Regions from separate parts of the Drosophila melanogaster genome. Here region 2 is linked to region 1. The links are chromatin contacts, called in public targeted proximity ligation maps. All regions are on one chromosome and are shown on one strand. The core of a region is the stretch at or near the end of the contact, and the rest is flanking DNA. Distances in the headings are between cores, read along the strand shown. Region 1 holds the start of Crtc (CREB-regulated transcription coactivator). Region 2 holds the start of CG5535.

Evidence for each region.
Region 2: a contact with region 1 is called in a targeted proximity ligation map of the Kc167 cell line, with 2.9 times the contacts expected there. A contact is called at or near these places in 1 of 107 Hi-C or Micro-C datasets (the Kc167 cell line) and 1 of 7 datasets of targeted methods (the Kc167 cell line).

What each region holds. Positions count from the first base shown.
Region 1 is chr3L:17,664,893-17,672,317 of dm6, forward strand. It overlaps Crtc (CREB-regulated transcription coactivator), which reads right to left and starts at 4,342. Exons shown (of 2, transcript NM_001300172.1): 1 at 3,215-4,342. CG34251 reads left to right here and starts at 6,730. Exons shown (of 4, transcript NM_001104164.3): 1 at 6,730-6,785. It also overlaps sncRNA:641.
Region 2 is chr3L:17,854,096-17,861,520 of dm6, forward strand. It overlaps CG5535, which reads right to left and starts at 2,699. Exons shown (of 5, transcript NM_140762.2): 1 at 2,551-2,699; 2 at 245-612; 3 at 1-174. The coding sequence starts at 2,576. CG34002 reads left to right here and starts at 4,379. Exons shown (of 3, transcript NM_001038940.2): 1 at 4,379-4,525; 2 at 5,315-5,706; 3 at 5,779-6,387. The coding sequence starts at 4,379. The coding sequence ends at 6,292.

The DNA.
Region 1 (7,425 bases), core at 3,092-5,591:
AATATTACCGAATTTACTAATTAATACGTTTAATTACTACATTTCATCGAGGCGATTTGGCAATCTACTTTTATAAAGATAGTTCACAAATCTTAATTAACTTGCTCTTGCATCTTTAACTAAAAATATTAATAAGCTATAATCTCGCTTTGTTTGGGAACCGTGAAAAGGTGTAGTCGACAATCTGTTGCCATAAACTAGCTCATCCATCTCAAGGCATTTCCGCTCCCCGAGCGCACACCTTTAGCCAACTTTTTTTTATCTGCCGGCGAAGGGCATGGAAATGTTTTGACAGGGGGGCGGCATCCAACCCGCCAGTAAAACCCACCCAACCCCCGCCAGCCGACTTGTTTTTATCAATTTGTCAGTCGAGCGAGCGGCTTGCTGATAAGCCAGATACAGATACAAAACATTCGCCCGCTTGTTGTCCGATTCCCAGTCGGAATTCGCATTCGCATTCGCATTCCCAGTCCCATTCGCTTTCGGGTTCGGATTCTCATTCCGATGGCGATGCCGATTCGGGTTCAGATTCGGATTTGGATTCAGGTCCACGCCATGCGTAGTAATGTTTGCCCGGTTGTCCCGGTCTCGTGGCCCTCTCTCTTCACTCGATTTCAATGGCATTGCATAACGAGTGTCATATGTACGAGCATGTGTATATATGCGATATATATCTGCCGAGCGTTCAAAAAGGGCGGGAAAATGCGACGAGCAGGGCGCGCAAACAACAAGTTTTTATAGTTCTTTGAAAGCGACTGTTTGGGTTTGGGTATAGTCTTTGGCTCCACGAATGGAATGGGGGCATTTATCGGGGGACGGGCCGACTTTCGTCGCCACCTGCAGCTGCATTATGCAAATGTCGCGAATTGCGTAGCAAACGAAATAATCTTTCTCTTTCTTTTTTGCTTTTTTTTTCAATAATTTATTCCGGTTCCGCGGCAGTGCAAAGTTGAAGCTCGCAAGAGCGTTGTTGTTTTGCTTTTTATATGCGCTCACAACTGAAGGGCATTTTTAAAAACAACTTTTAGCCACGTTTTCCCAATATCCGATATGATGCTCAGATTATGCTCCACATATTTGTAGATTCGTTTAGAGTTTAGACTAAACTGAAACCATAAACCAGTTTCGCAGCTTTTGTCATCTTTTCGATGAGTTCCGATCAATTATGATGATGATACTACTCGCGAACTGGTGACCAATAACAGCTCAAAAAACAATCTCAGCGAGCTAAAAACAAAAGTTACTCCTTATCATTCGGAGAGAATCAAAACGTATTTACAGATATTTTATCGAAAAGTATTTGTTGCCAAGCAGATTGTAAATATACTTAGTTAAGAAACAGCCAAATTGAATTTAATGGAATGACAACATATTTATAAAATAAGGATTACAGAGATTTTAACTTTATCGAATTGAATTGAATTGCTCATAATTGCGGGAAATATTTTTGAATGTCACTGGCATTACTCACTACCACATTGATTGCTATAAAAGCTGGGAAATTTAGTACTTTCTCAAGACATTCCCAACTGCTCAAGTATTACTTATTAACTCCTACCCTTCTTCAAAACCTCATTAGTTTCCACCATTAGCTAATTTAACCTTATCGATTTCTCTTTTAGGCGGAGAAAAGAATGGCTCAATTAAATCGATTGAGGTAATTCCTTATTGAGAAACCATACCTTAGCTGTATCCAATGCATAACTTTTAACGCAGATTTCTCTTTAATTCTAATTTATCATTTTGATTTGTTTGCCCGGGGATTCTTGGAACTAACGTTTGAGTTAAAATATTTTGCAAAGAAAATACTCAAGTGTTGGTTGGTTGTTGTCGACGTGTTAATTCCAGCTAAATGCTTACTCATTTTATATATCGTAACTTCATATTTATTTTATGTGCGAAAACTTCGCTTAGTGATATACTCAGAAAGTTTAGTCTTTTACTTTACTTTAAGGCAAATCGTTAAATTATTTGCGAAATAAACATATTGAGTAATCATGTTATTTCTTGAAAACTTGTGACTTGAAAGGCGTTTAGAACGTCTGAAAAGTTCAGAATCAGCTATTCAAGTTGTATATGTATCCTTGTACGGATAAAAATGTACCCATAGTTTGCTTATCAATATCCAAATGAGATACCCCCATTCTCATTCAAATGAGTCCCACTTCGTGACCATCTCTATATCTCTGTAGAACCCTATGCGATGACTAATCCAAGCAGATATCGGAAGTGTAAGGCCCATTATGGCTAAAACGCGATGCAGGAGCAAAGAGATTTAAATGCGGCTCACACTTTTGGACGAGCCGGCAATTGCGGCCATAAAAAGGCCGAGCACGCCTCAAACTAAACAAAGGTAGATATTACTTTACTTTTTGGGAGGGACTGGACTTTTTTTTAGGGGGTAGGCAATCAAAGGGAGGGGTGCTGTTGGGCAAAGCGGAAATATTCCCACGAATCGATAATGACATTTAATAATTATTTAATATATTGCGGCCGATAAAAATGGTGGTCATTTACCACAGGAAAAAACAGCTGTATATTTAATCGATAAGAACAGATAAACAAATACTATAATTTGTAAAGTCACATTTATTCATGTTGAATACAAATGAATTATAATTTTGTTAATTTTTTGATAAGAACAGATAAACAATACTATACTTTGTAAAGCCCCACTTATTCACGTTGAATACAAATTAATTATAATTTTGTTAATTTACGAACATAAAACTTTAAAAATAATGGTATTTAATGAAATATATCTTTGGCTTGTTAAGCACAATTAAAGGTCTCAAAATAAAATGTTATAATTTTATGGAATTATTATTATATTGGTCAGCATATTTCGAAACAAAAAGTAAGTTATTTTTTCTTTCCGTGCCAATTTTTGAGTGTGAATGGCCCATTTGTTCTCTCGTTGTTCCTTCTTCTCCCCACTTATCCTTCCATATCTCTCTCCCATTATCATTCTCCCCTCGACACGGGGAGACACTCCTGGGAAACCCTTATCAGCAGTTTTTTTTATAGCCACTCGCGTTCCTTGGAATTTTTGAATAATTTCGATGTTTGTTTATTTATCGCGCGGCGCAACCGCAACAGTTGAAAAGAAAACTAAGAGGGAGGGGGAAAGCGATTTGCAGAAACGTGTGTGAAGCAAAGAGGCGGCAAAAACAAAACGAACTGCAAAGAGGGGGCGGGCGAGGGCGTAACTTACATTCTCTCTCGTTCGCCGCTAACTCCGATTGGATCTCTTGCTCTCTCTGTCGCTCTTGTGCTATGCAAATTGGATTCTTGCTTGATTAAAATCTCATATAGAAGAATTAAGTTTTTGGCGCTTTTTATTTGTTGTTATTGTTATGACCTTTTGCGTTATTTTTTTGTGTTTTTTGCGTCGCTTAATAAAACCAGATTTGATTTTGAGTTGTTTGCGAGCCGAGAGTTGTTAAATCCAAAAATCGGTTTGCTGGGGGATTATTTTAACAACTGATTGTTTTTTTTGTGTTATTTCTACTCGCTCTTACACACACACACACAGCCGCACGCGCACGCACACTTCGAGAGGTTTATTGTTTTAACGCAAAACTGCGACGTTGTTTTTTTTTTATTTTGCGCTCTCAGCTGGTTGGCACTTTTTGCGCTATTTTTTTGGTTACCGCATGAAAAGTGAAAAACTTTCGTTGCGCCTTTGACCTCTTTTCACACAGACACACGCACACACACACTGCTAGGCGGACGAGTGTGCCTCTAATTGGGTGTCCAATTGGGATTACAGCACGCAGCAAAAGCGGCGGCGTCGGCCGATTCTATATTGCATTTCCTTGATTTCTATATATTCTTTGCCCCGATTTTTTGGCTTTTGTTTTTCGCACACCAATGGAAAAGCTCACCAACACACGGACACACGCGCGCACACACACTGACACGCGGGACTGTGGATTTTTGCGGGCAACGGGACTTCTACTGTTGTGCACACTCACTCCGCAGCAATCTCGTATTCTTATTTTCGTTTATTTCGCGTTTTTTATGCCCCTATTTTGCTCTGCTGCACTCTCTCACTCGCACAGAGAACAACTTATTATTGCTGCTGCTGCTGCCTTGCTTCTTCTTCTTCGCTCATCTTCGTCGCTGTGATGGCTCTTCACTTTTTCGCTTTGTTCTGTGGTTTTTCCGCTTTTCCTCGCACGCCGTTTTAATCGCGTGTTAGTCGTGCACTTGTACAGCAATTGCGCGTCGCCTTTTTCAACGTTTTTTCCACGTTTGTTTTGTTATTTTTCCACTTTTTCTCATATTTTCCTCTGCTTCTTCGATATCAGGAGGTGTATTGGTATGAACCTATCGGGGCCATCGTTCTCCGATACTAGGAAGATATCGGCTATCGAGTTTGAAATTGGCAGCCATGCAGTGTGGCCAGAATTTGGTTGAGACAAAATACATTGCTGAACAGCGAACAGGTGATGTGTGGGAATTTCCACCAGATATTTAAAGCCAGGGCTGTCATTTCTACTTTATTTAAATGCACGTATATGATATTCAAGTCATTTTTTAAGTGCATCATATTAAATAAAAAATACAGCTAAGAGCGTAACAACTAATCAAAGTTTACTTTTTACTGATGAAAGATAAAGTGGGCTAAACCAATATGATATGTAACATAAGTTAATTATCAATTGTCAGTATTAATCAGATTACTGCATTTGTATGTAAGGTATATATATTTACAGAATAAACAGAACGTTTGTTTTTTTAAAGGGAAATATATTTTTGAAAATATTATATCTTGGGTTTCGATGTTAATCGCCGTGCAATCGGTTCGAGTCCTCACTTTTAGTCGCTTGGTAAGGTGTCTTGTCATTTAGTCCAATATATGGTATGGTGTCTCCGCTAATTTAGATTCGCAACGGAATTTTAAAAATAAATATTGATTTGATATAATTAAATAGTAATTATATAATTTACATTTATTATATGTGTTGTATTCCATGGAAATAAATAACTTACATTAAAAAGGCATACACAAATTTTATTATTAATATGCTGTCTCAAACTCTCCGTTTTGTTGACTTTGACAAAGCAAATTGTGTGGTTGCATTAGTTATTCTGCAAGCGTAATTAATGTATATTAAATTCAAAAGTTCTTAATCCATCATATTAAATGAGCGGAGCAATCATATAAAATGAAATGCAATTTAATATGCCCATTAGAAGCTAAGATAAATCATCAAAAATGATTTGGATTTCGTTTTTGGGCGCTTAAATTGCATCAACCAACACATTCAAATGGGCTTTTGCGTTCGCGTGTGTGCGTGCGGGTGTCTGTTGTGTGTGTGTGTAAACGTCTGTTTCCCTTTCCGTTAACATTTTGTGTCTGGTTTCCGGCATTTTGTGTGCGCCATTTAAAATTGTTTTCCACGATACGAATCTGCCAAACGCTCTCTTTTTCTCTTTCGTTCCCGCGAATGGAGAAAATTTTTCTTCTCGCAGACACTTGAAGCAGGAATTGGTAGCAAATTGGCGGCCTCGGGGTTACGAAGACATTTAAGGGCCGACAAGGAAATGGAGAAATAAAAATGAGGGCCAAGAATAAGGCCGAGAAGTTGGAAGAAGTAGGAGGTACTAGGTAAATTGTGTGCAAGCGATAGAAATCTCTCAGAACATTTCCTGTTTTTTTTCTTTCATTCCTATTCAAAATATTTGCCCCTTTTTTGCCTTTTTCCTTGTTCCTTAAACTTCTCTGTTACCATTCGTTTCGTGCATTTATTCCAAATTCTTTCATAAATATTTGCGCCCTTTGTGCGCTTAATTCATTCATCAAACTGTCAAATGAATGTCAAAACTAATAGAGCGCCCACTAGCCCACTTCCTCCCATAAAAAACAGCCACGAAAAGGTGCTCAATTATTGAAATGAATTAGTGGGCGCCAGTGGGTGGGCTTAAGCCGATTTCTCCTCTGCCTTTACTAGGGCTTTTTGTCCAAACATTTTCCTACAGCACGTTTTATGGCATAAAGAGTGGGTAAGCTCTTCCAATGAGCTTGGACACTTAATTGAAGTTAATTTCGATTTAGGGGTTCTCAGGAACAATTCGAAGCATTGGATTCGAGGAAATAATATATTGGTAGTCATATTTTATTTAATTAAAGTGTATACGATATAGATATGAAATGAAATATAATATGAGGAAACCATCATAATAGGTAGCTTAAATTCAAATTTTAGTATGCCAGTTAGGGATAAAATACAATGTAAATTAATTGAAATTTTCTATAATATTTACCTGAACCAAGTGATATACTCATTTATTCAATCCTATAATTACCTAAGGCTCCAATTACTCGATTCCAATTTGTTAATGGATATTTCGACTAAACATTACCCATTATGGGCCCTGCTCTTCACCATTATCAATTTTATTTTCGCTTTCCGAACAATCGCAATCTCAAGGACTGTTGGTGGTTAATTAGACAAACAACTCTGCGCATTTAACGCATATTAATTTTCAACTACTCCAAGCTCGTCGTTTCACTCTTGTGAACTTTGAACCCAGCGGCATAGACGAAATTATCATGGTTTCGCTGGCTTGTTATCATCTGATATCATTCCATCGCCCCCGCACCGAAACACTTGACTCTATATGGCAATATTCGCGAATTGATTTCTCAGATTTCAATCAATGTGTTTTTTGTCTTTGGTTCTGCCTTTCGAATTCTGTGTGGTTCAGTCGAGTGATTTCATTTTTCGGCAGCGGTAACCATTAAAATCAACGACCAATTGGCCCAGCATTAAACGGTACATAAATATATATATATACAGATATCTATATATACTACATTCTGAGCGGAACGTGTAATAAAAAGATAGCCAGCTGTGAAATTAAATGTTATTTCCAAGATAGCCGGCAAACAAATACTAATCGACGAAATTGGAAACGGAGAATCTGCAACTGACAAGGCAGTCAAATACAATTGTTTCCGTCGAATGGCAATTTAATTGCTAAAAATATTTAGCATTCAATTTATATGAACAAGCGTTTATTGGTCTTACTTACCTGTGTTATTTATTCAAGTGCTTTAAATGTTCCAAAGTTGAGTGTGTTGATTCTGGCTTTTTTGTGTGCTTATTGGTAAGCTTTTCGGGTTTTTCACTGAATTAGGATTGTCAACAATTTTACGTGGCGTTGTCATGTGGTTGCTTAGAAAGCAAATCTAAATACAGATAAGTTGCTTAAATTTATCAGGTATTTTTAAAGTAATTTAGTTTACTTGGAATTAATCTATTTAACCGCGGATATTTTCGAACAAAAATCATGACTAAGAGAGGTAATACTTCTGGTTATTAAGTCGTAAGAATTTTATATAGTTAACATAAATATTAACATAAATAGTAAATAGTATATAGAAAGACAATCTTAAAACTTATGTATTCAATT
Region 2 (7,425 bases), core at 1,449-3,948, 190 kb after region 1:
CTCCAACTGCAATGGCCAGGGAAAAAAGTATGGTCACCACGAAGGCAAACAGATCCGGATAGGCACCCATTCCCTCGATGTTGAGGGGCATGTGGGTGCCCAGGAAACTGCTCATCGGATTGCCGCAAAGCTGATCGAGATAGGTGCTTAAACCCTTGACGACACTGGCAGAGCCTAGGGAGAGCGAATATTGGGCAATTAAATCAAATCAATCAGACGTCGTCGTCTCCAATTGAAAACTTACCAATTGCGTATTCGAGAATGAGATTCCAGCCGATGAGGAAGGCGATAAACTCGCCAATGGTCACATAGCTGTAGATGTACGCCGATCCCGCCTTTGGAACCCGAGCTCCGAATTCCGCATAGCACAGCCCGGCGAAAATCGAGGCGATGGCAGCGATGAGGAAGCTTACGACCACGGCTGGACCGGCATATTGCTTGGACACTTCGCCAGCTAGGACGTAAACGCCTACACCCAACGTCGATCCGATTCCCAGGGCGGTAAGATCGAAGGCGGATAAGACCTTGGCCAATTTGGATTCATTTGAGTCCTCCAGGGGCTTTTTGCGTGTGAGCACGCGAAACGCATTCGTCACGCTCCAGCTGGGCATTCTGGAATATGTTCATTAAACAATTATTATAATGGGTAAGTGTGCAATTGGGGCTTAGGGCTTCTGCTGAGCCGTGCAATAATAACCCGCCGTATTTTCGATGTTTACAGAACCCACATATTAACACGTTCGCAATTTGTGGAAAGTGCCTGTGATGGTAGGTGGGCTAAGAAATTGTGCGGAGTTGGATTTATGGATCGGGCCATAAGAAAATTAGTGGGCGTCCGTTAATGTGCGAATGTAGACAACGGTTTTACAGCCGCCAAGTCGAGTCGAAGCTGATCTAAATTGGAGTCTTGTGATCATCGGGGATTATTACCAATGACTCACAGGGGATATCTCCACACAAAGTTATTCCAAGGTGCAGTGCCTCAGCTAAGACAACGCTCAAGAAACTAGGAATTTGTCAAACTGTTCAGATGCAAATTTGATAAGGTTTCAGAAATTTGAAAATGAAAATCCTTCAAGTTTTCTAAATCTATTTCCGTTAGCATAGGTGAAAATAATTAATATAAAAAATAAAGTTTATTAAAAAATGAGTTCTTTACTTTTATCACACAAAACTGTCACAAACAGAAAAAAACAAAAAACGGACAAGTAAGCAAAAACATTTATTTTTAGATCTCAATCTAAACTATTTTTCAAAACTAATAAACTCTTTTTCAATTCTCGATAAAAGATTAAAATGTGTTTGAAAATTTATATTTGTATTTATCGTTTTCTCACCTGTTTATTAGTGAACTAGTCAGATCCTTTAACACAAATTTACTTTTTTTTATTTTGTAATTTATCCCCTTTGAATCTATATTTCACAAAATATCACAAACTGCCAGCCATTCTATGTTTCCAAGGGTGGAGTCGAGTTTCAAATACTTGAGTGGGCAAATAACAATCGTATCTGTATCTGGTTGCCTCTTAATTGAGTTTGCGTATTCGAATTCGCAGTTTGGAATTGTATCGAGTTGCGTATAGCGCCGGGAAACGTTCCACTTATTTCTGAGCGTTTGTGAAGCACGCCAGTGCCATTAAATAGCGAATCGGTTCCACGGCTCCGGGGATCGTGGTGAGTTCCAGCCGGACAGAAGCTCTCGAATCCTCAGGTCAGACACAACTGTGGTGGAATCGCGCCTCTGACGCTGATAACGCTAATTGGTAACCCGTTACCCACCTCCATCTCCACCTGAATATGAAGTACGAGTATCGGATGACTTGTCAGGTCGATGGGCCAAGTTTACCACAAGCCCTAATGAATTGTCGCGTTCGATTAGCGGTTCGAATAGTGGAAACTGTTTGTCGTCATTAAATAAGTAGCAGGGTAGCTAAATTTTAGGATCAGTTCACTTTACATCTTTGACACGCACTGTCAATTAATAGTCCATCCATCTAACACATTAGAAAGTTGCTGATATCTTAAAGAACCTTCACAAGATAAGAAACGCGACTTGAGAACAAAGGTTTTTTTTTTAAATTTTCTATATATTCTTAGTATGACTTATTTTTTAAATGAAGTATTATTTCCCAGTACAAAGTAATAGAAATACTCAATTGCGTCCAGTTTAAATGGAATTTTTACGCGCCAAAACCAGCAGCTGAACTTTTCGTCCCTTTGTGAAAAGGATAAACACGCTCCACAGGGCATTTTTTAGTTGGGGTGTTGATACCTCCTGGATGGTTTTGCTTTCGTACGGCACTACTAATTTCGCTTTGTTTGAGCTTTTCATTCACATGGCCGCGTGGAGATGGAGATTTGGCCATTGTTTATACGCAACTCAGCTGATAGGGAATAGCCGATTCACGTCGTGTGGCCGAGAAGTGGGTGCTAAATCGTGGCTAAAATTAGCCACCGTGTTTGATTGCATTTAACGCTAATTTTAGACACTTGTTGCATGCGTGTTCTTGAAGCCCCACACACACACACTTCACATCTCAAAGAACTCACCCATAGTACTCGGCGAACTCCTCCATTGCTGTCATGCGAATCGATTTGATTAAATTCAATTAATAATGTACCGCTCATCAATTTGCGGCCGCTTTCCGTTCTTCACATAACCATTCTGCCGCAAACCATGTGTTTTGGTCATAAAATCACTTTTCCACGCAACACAGGCACATTGCCAGTGCAGCTGCCGCTCTCTCCATTCTCTCATTTGCCATGGCCGCAGTCAAAAGGGGTTTGCACCTCGTTGAACCATTTTAAATAAGTGTTGCTGCAAGCCCAACTTGAAACCTCTATTTTAGACACCTAAAAATATATTGGATTTTAAAACTTTGAAAAACTTTCCATGCATTTCCTTGATTTTTATTAAACGAACAAGTTTTTCGGATAACTTTTAAGTAGTTCAAATATAATTTGTATAATATAATTGAATTATTTAGCTCTTGTTTATTAAGTAGTCATTTATATCTCTCTATTCACTCTATTCATATCGTATTGTTGTAAGAATTTGTTGTGGGTTAAAATTTTGATATTTAATATTTTTTGACCTTCACAATAAGAAGCTATAAATTATATTAAGTAATAATATTGCATTATTTTACATCCTTCGCGCTACGTCCATGATCATTTACTATTTGCGTTTGATGGTCGGGAGAGAATCCGGGTAGTCGACTTCTTCGAATCTCCATGAGCTAGATATGCAAGCGATATTAATACATTCAACGCAGTAGAATGGCAGCCCTAATTTAGCCGGTAAAAAGCACTATAACCGCTCTCTGTCTTGTTGGCTCTCTTTTTGGCCTTTCTAATGTGCTTACTACATAGCCACTTCTATTTCATCAGCCCCTTGTCCACCCCTAACAGAGTTTCTTAGAACGTTTCAAGAAACACCGCCTATTGTTATCTTGTTCACATAATTTAGGGCTGAAAAATATTTACACGTATATTTTAATTTTTAAATAAAAACACTATATGATCAAAAACAACAGAAGTTAATGTTGTTATACATTTATTTTTTCATTATTTCTAATGTACTTATAATAAAGTAATCTGATCCGGGCTGTTTCGACTTACATACATATGTATGCACCACATGCAATAGAAAGAAGACATTTTGAAAAATTTCACGCAGATATCTATGTATCTTTAAAATTAAAACTAGTTTGGCTAGACATTGCTATACTAATATAGACTTCTTTGAATCTCAATGAGCTAGTTATGCTGACGATATTAATACATTCAACGCAGTGGTATATAATATAATAATATATAATATATACTAATAGAGTGTGTATTGTACTCGTGTATATAAAGTATAATAATGTATATTTACACGAGTAACGAGTAGAAAGCACTCTGTGCAGAAGAAATTACTTTCCCATGAATCAACAAATAGAGTCTTATGATTTATTTACAATTAAAGTCACATTTTGCGTTGCTAATCAGTTGGTGAAGCGATACCACTGATTGAATGACTCATATATATGTGTGTATGTATGTGTATTTATGTGTATATGTACATGTATGCGTGTACAAACATAGATCAAATAAGTTTGCTCAAATTTGTATATTATGAGTACGAAGACAAGCAATTTTAATCTGATTCTATTGCAGTTGCTAAAAAAAAAATATATGGCGCCCACTATGGCTAAAATATTGTATTCGCTAAATATTTAACGGATCTTAATGTTTCGTCATGGAAGTTTTAAAACCAAACCTTTACGCTGTTCAGTCACACTTGGTTATAATGAGCCAAGCTTAATTTAATAATCTAAACTAATTTTAACATCGAATAATCTCCAACACGCTCAGTTTCAAAAAAATTGTGAAGATGTGGAGTGGTCCTTGCGTTGCAACCGGGTTGCTGTTGTTATTCGGTCTGAATTTGGTCTTTCTGCTGCCAGAAACCAACTATTGTCATTTAAAAAACTGCCCAGCGGATAAAAAACTGCCACATATTGGCTGCAATAACAGTGGGGTAAGAATAATAGTTTGGAAACAACAACGTAATTTCATTCTTCTCATAAAGGGCGTTGCTAATTCTGTCGGGGTTTGGATTTTTTCAAATCTCTTTAGCAATATGGCTGTTGTTATCTAAAGATTTGAAAATTTGTTGTTAGCTAATACCAATTTGAATTGGATTCTGTACCTATTACTATGCTATTATATAAGCATTTTTTTAGTAAGCTAGCGTTAAGTTACACATCCCAATTTCTTACCCGTTACTCGTTTAGTAAAAGCAAGCATTTTGTAAGCATTTCCGACCGTATAAAGTATATAAATTCTTGATCAGGATCAATATCGAGTCGATCTGACCATGTCCGTCTGTCCGTATGAACGCTATACTATATGGAACCATAAAAACTAGAAAGTTAAATTGGACATGCAGATTCTAGTGACGCCCACGATGTGCAATTTTTTAAACCCATTATATAGCCCACAAACCCATGTTGCCGCATCTACTCCAACGCCCACAAATCCACACTTTTCAAATCTGTTTAGTTTTTTCTTCGTTTTATTGTTTGTCTTGTCATTTTCTATCGGTATACCAAAAACACTTCGACCAGGCCCCTCCCTACACCTACAAAACGACCAAAACGTTCACTTTTAAACAATTTTTAAGTTTTTCCTCATTTTGTTCTCCAATATCTATCGATATCCCAGAAAAATTATGAATTTTCGCCTTCGCATTCACACTAGCTGAGTAAAGGATATTTGATAGTCGGGGAATTCGGCTATAGTATTCTCTCTTGTTTTTGTATTGCAGAGCTGGTCACCAAAGTGCGGAAAAGATCCAAAAATCATTGACGTACCCAAGCATATAAAAAAGTTAATTCTAAACCATCACAACACATATCGCGATATTGTGGCCGGGGGTCAAATGCACAGGCTACCCATTGCAGCTCGTATGCTCAAGTTGAAGTGGGACCACGAATTGGCTCTTTTGGCTACAATCTTGGTAAAGCGATGCGATCTCCAACCCACAGACCACTGCATATCCACGGAAGAGTTCTCGTCTCCAAGCTACCATGCGGTATATAACAAGTTCAAGGCGAAGGAAGATACATTCCGGATAGTTCGATCTCAGCTGAACGCATGGTATGATCAGTACAAGCACGTTTCTTCATCCAGTCTAATTGATGGATTGTCCACAGCTAAGTAAGCTTTAATTGTAATTTTAGTTTTCATTTAAATATAAATATTTAAATAAATAACATTTATCGGTTTCAGGAAGGAGATTGGGCATTTCCTAAGGATGATCGTTGGCCCTAGTAACCGATTGGGCTGTGCCATAGCCAGTATCGAAAAAGGCGGATGGACCCATCAATGGCTAGCCTGTCTGTACAGCTGTTCACCCCAGAAGAACTCGCTTCTTTATGAGTATTCCGGAAAACCGGGAGTATATTGCACCACTGGGATTAATGGAAAATTCCAAAATCTATGCAATGACACTGAACCTGTGAAAGATTGCATGCACTCTGAACTATTCCAAACAATAACTGCCAACGACACTACATCACTAATCAGGAGCATGTTGAATAGACAAACGCAACCCAGAACTTTTGGGTGGCTTTGGAATTGGGGTAAAAAAATTTGGGGCTGGGTGAAGAATGCTTGGAATGCAATTGTGGGTTGCGGTAAAGGTGGTGGTGGTGGTGGCGGTGATGGAGGTGGTGGTGGTGGTGGTGATGATGGTGGTGAAGGTGATGATGGTGGTGATGGCGGTGGTGGCGGAGATTATTAAGGTGGTGAATAAATTCGACTTATGTATCAATAAATTTATAAAATGAAAATTAGGGCTAAAATAAAATAAAAAACACAATCTACAGATAATACGATAAATAATTAAATATATTTTTACTCTAGAAATATGTTTTGTGTCATTTTAATATTTGCCGCTTACAAATGAAACGGAATTGTTATCTGTGTAGACAAGTAAAGTACATTACAATAAAACAAGAAAGCATGTTTTAGTCGACTATCAGATACTGGATCCTTTAAGCTCTTACGACGTACTCAACATTTTTGAAAGTACTCTAAACTTTCTAGCTTATATATGTGGCGCCCACACTGAAGCCCGGTCTGGCATCACGGCGAAAACAGGTACTAACGCCAAGACCTTTCCTGGAGGACGATATCTTCTGATATCGTCAGACTGGACACACTGGAACTTCAGCTCCGCGCGCAACAAGCTTACGGCATAAAACAACAAGATATTGTACTTAGTAATTAAATAAAGCGGTAACTACATAAGCTACCATATATACATATGTCGGAGCGCGACTCTTCGCATTCCAGAAATTCCTTCTGTGATTTCATATTCTGATGAAATTGTAATATTGCGGTAAAATTCTATCGAGCGCTGCGGCAGAGGCACGAACAGCCTCTGCAGCTGAGTGAGGTCCGATCGAGTGGTCATAAATAGTCTGTTAGAGAGAGATGACAATGTGGCACACGCCAGTGTGTATAGCCATTAGAGAATATGATGAAGAAGGGACATGTAAGAAGATCCCTTCAGTGAAGTTTGACTGCTGACGTCGATCGGAACTTGCTGCGCTGACGCACAAAATCGCGAAGTGAATAAATAATATGGATGAAACTCCTGTTTCGCCGACACATACATACATAGTTCCGAAGATCACAGCGCTCATACGGACAAACCGACGGACATGGCTTAATCGTCTCGTCTAGGAGACGTTGCATTCAAAGCCGTCAAAAACTGCAAATTAAAACAGATATGTTTATTTTTCGTAGTCCTGCATTATAAAATAAAATTAGTTTTCTTGAAGATAAAAAAATGACTGATGTAACCAGTAACATATTGTAGTCACATTTGAGCCAAGAACTGAACTAATGAACTGAGCTTAATTTAATAAT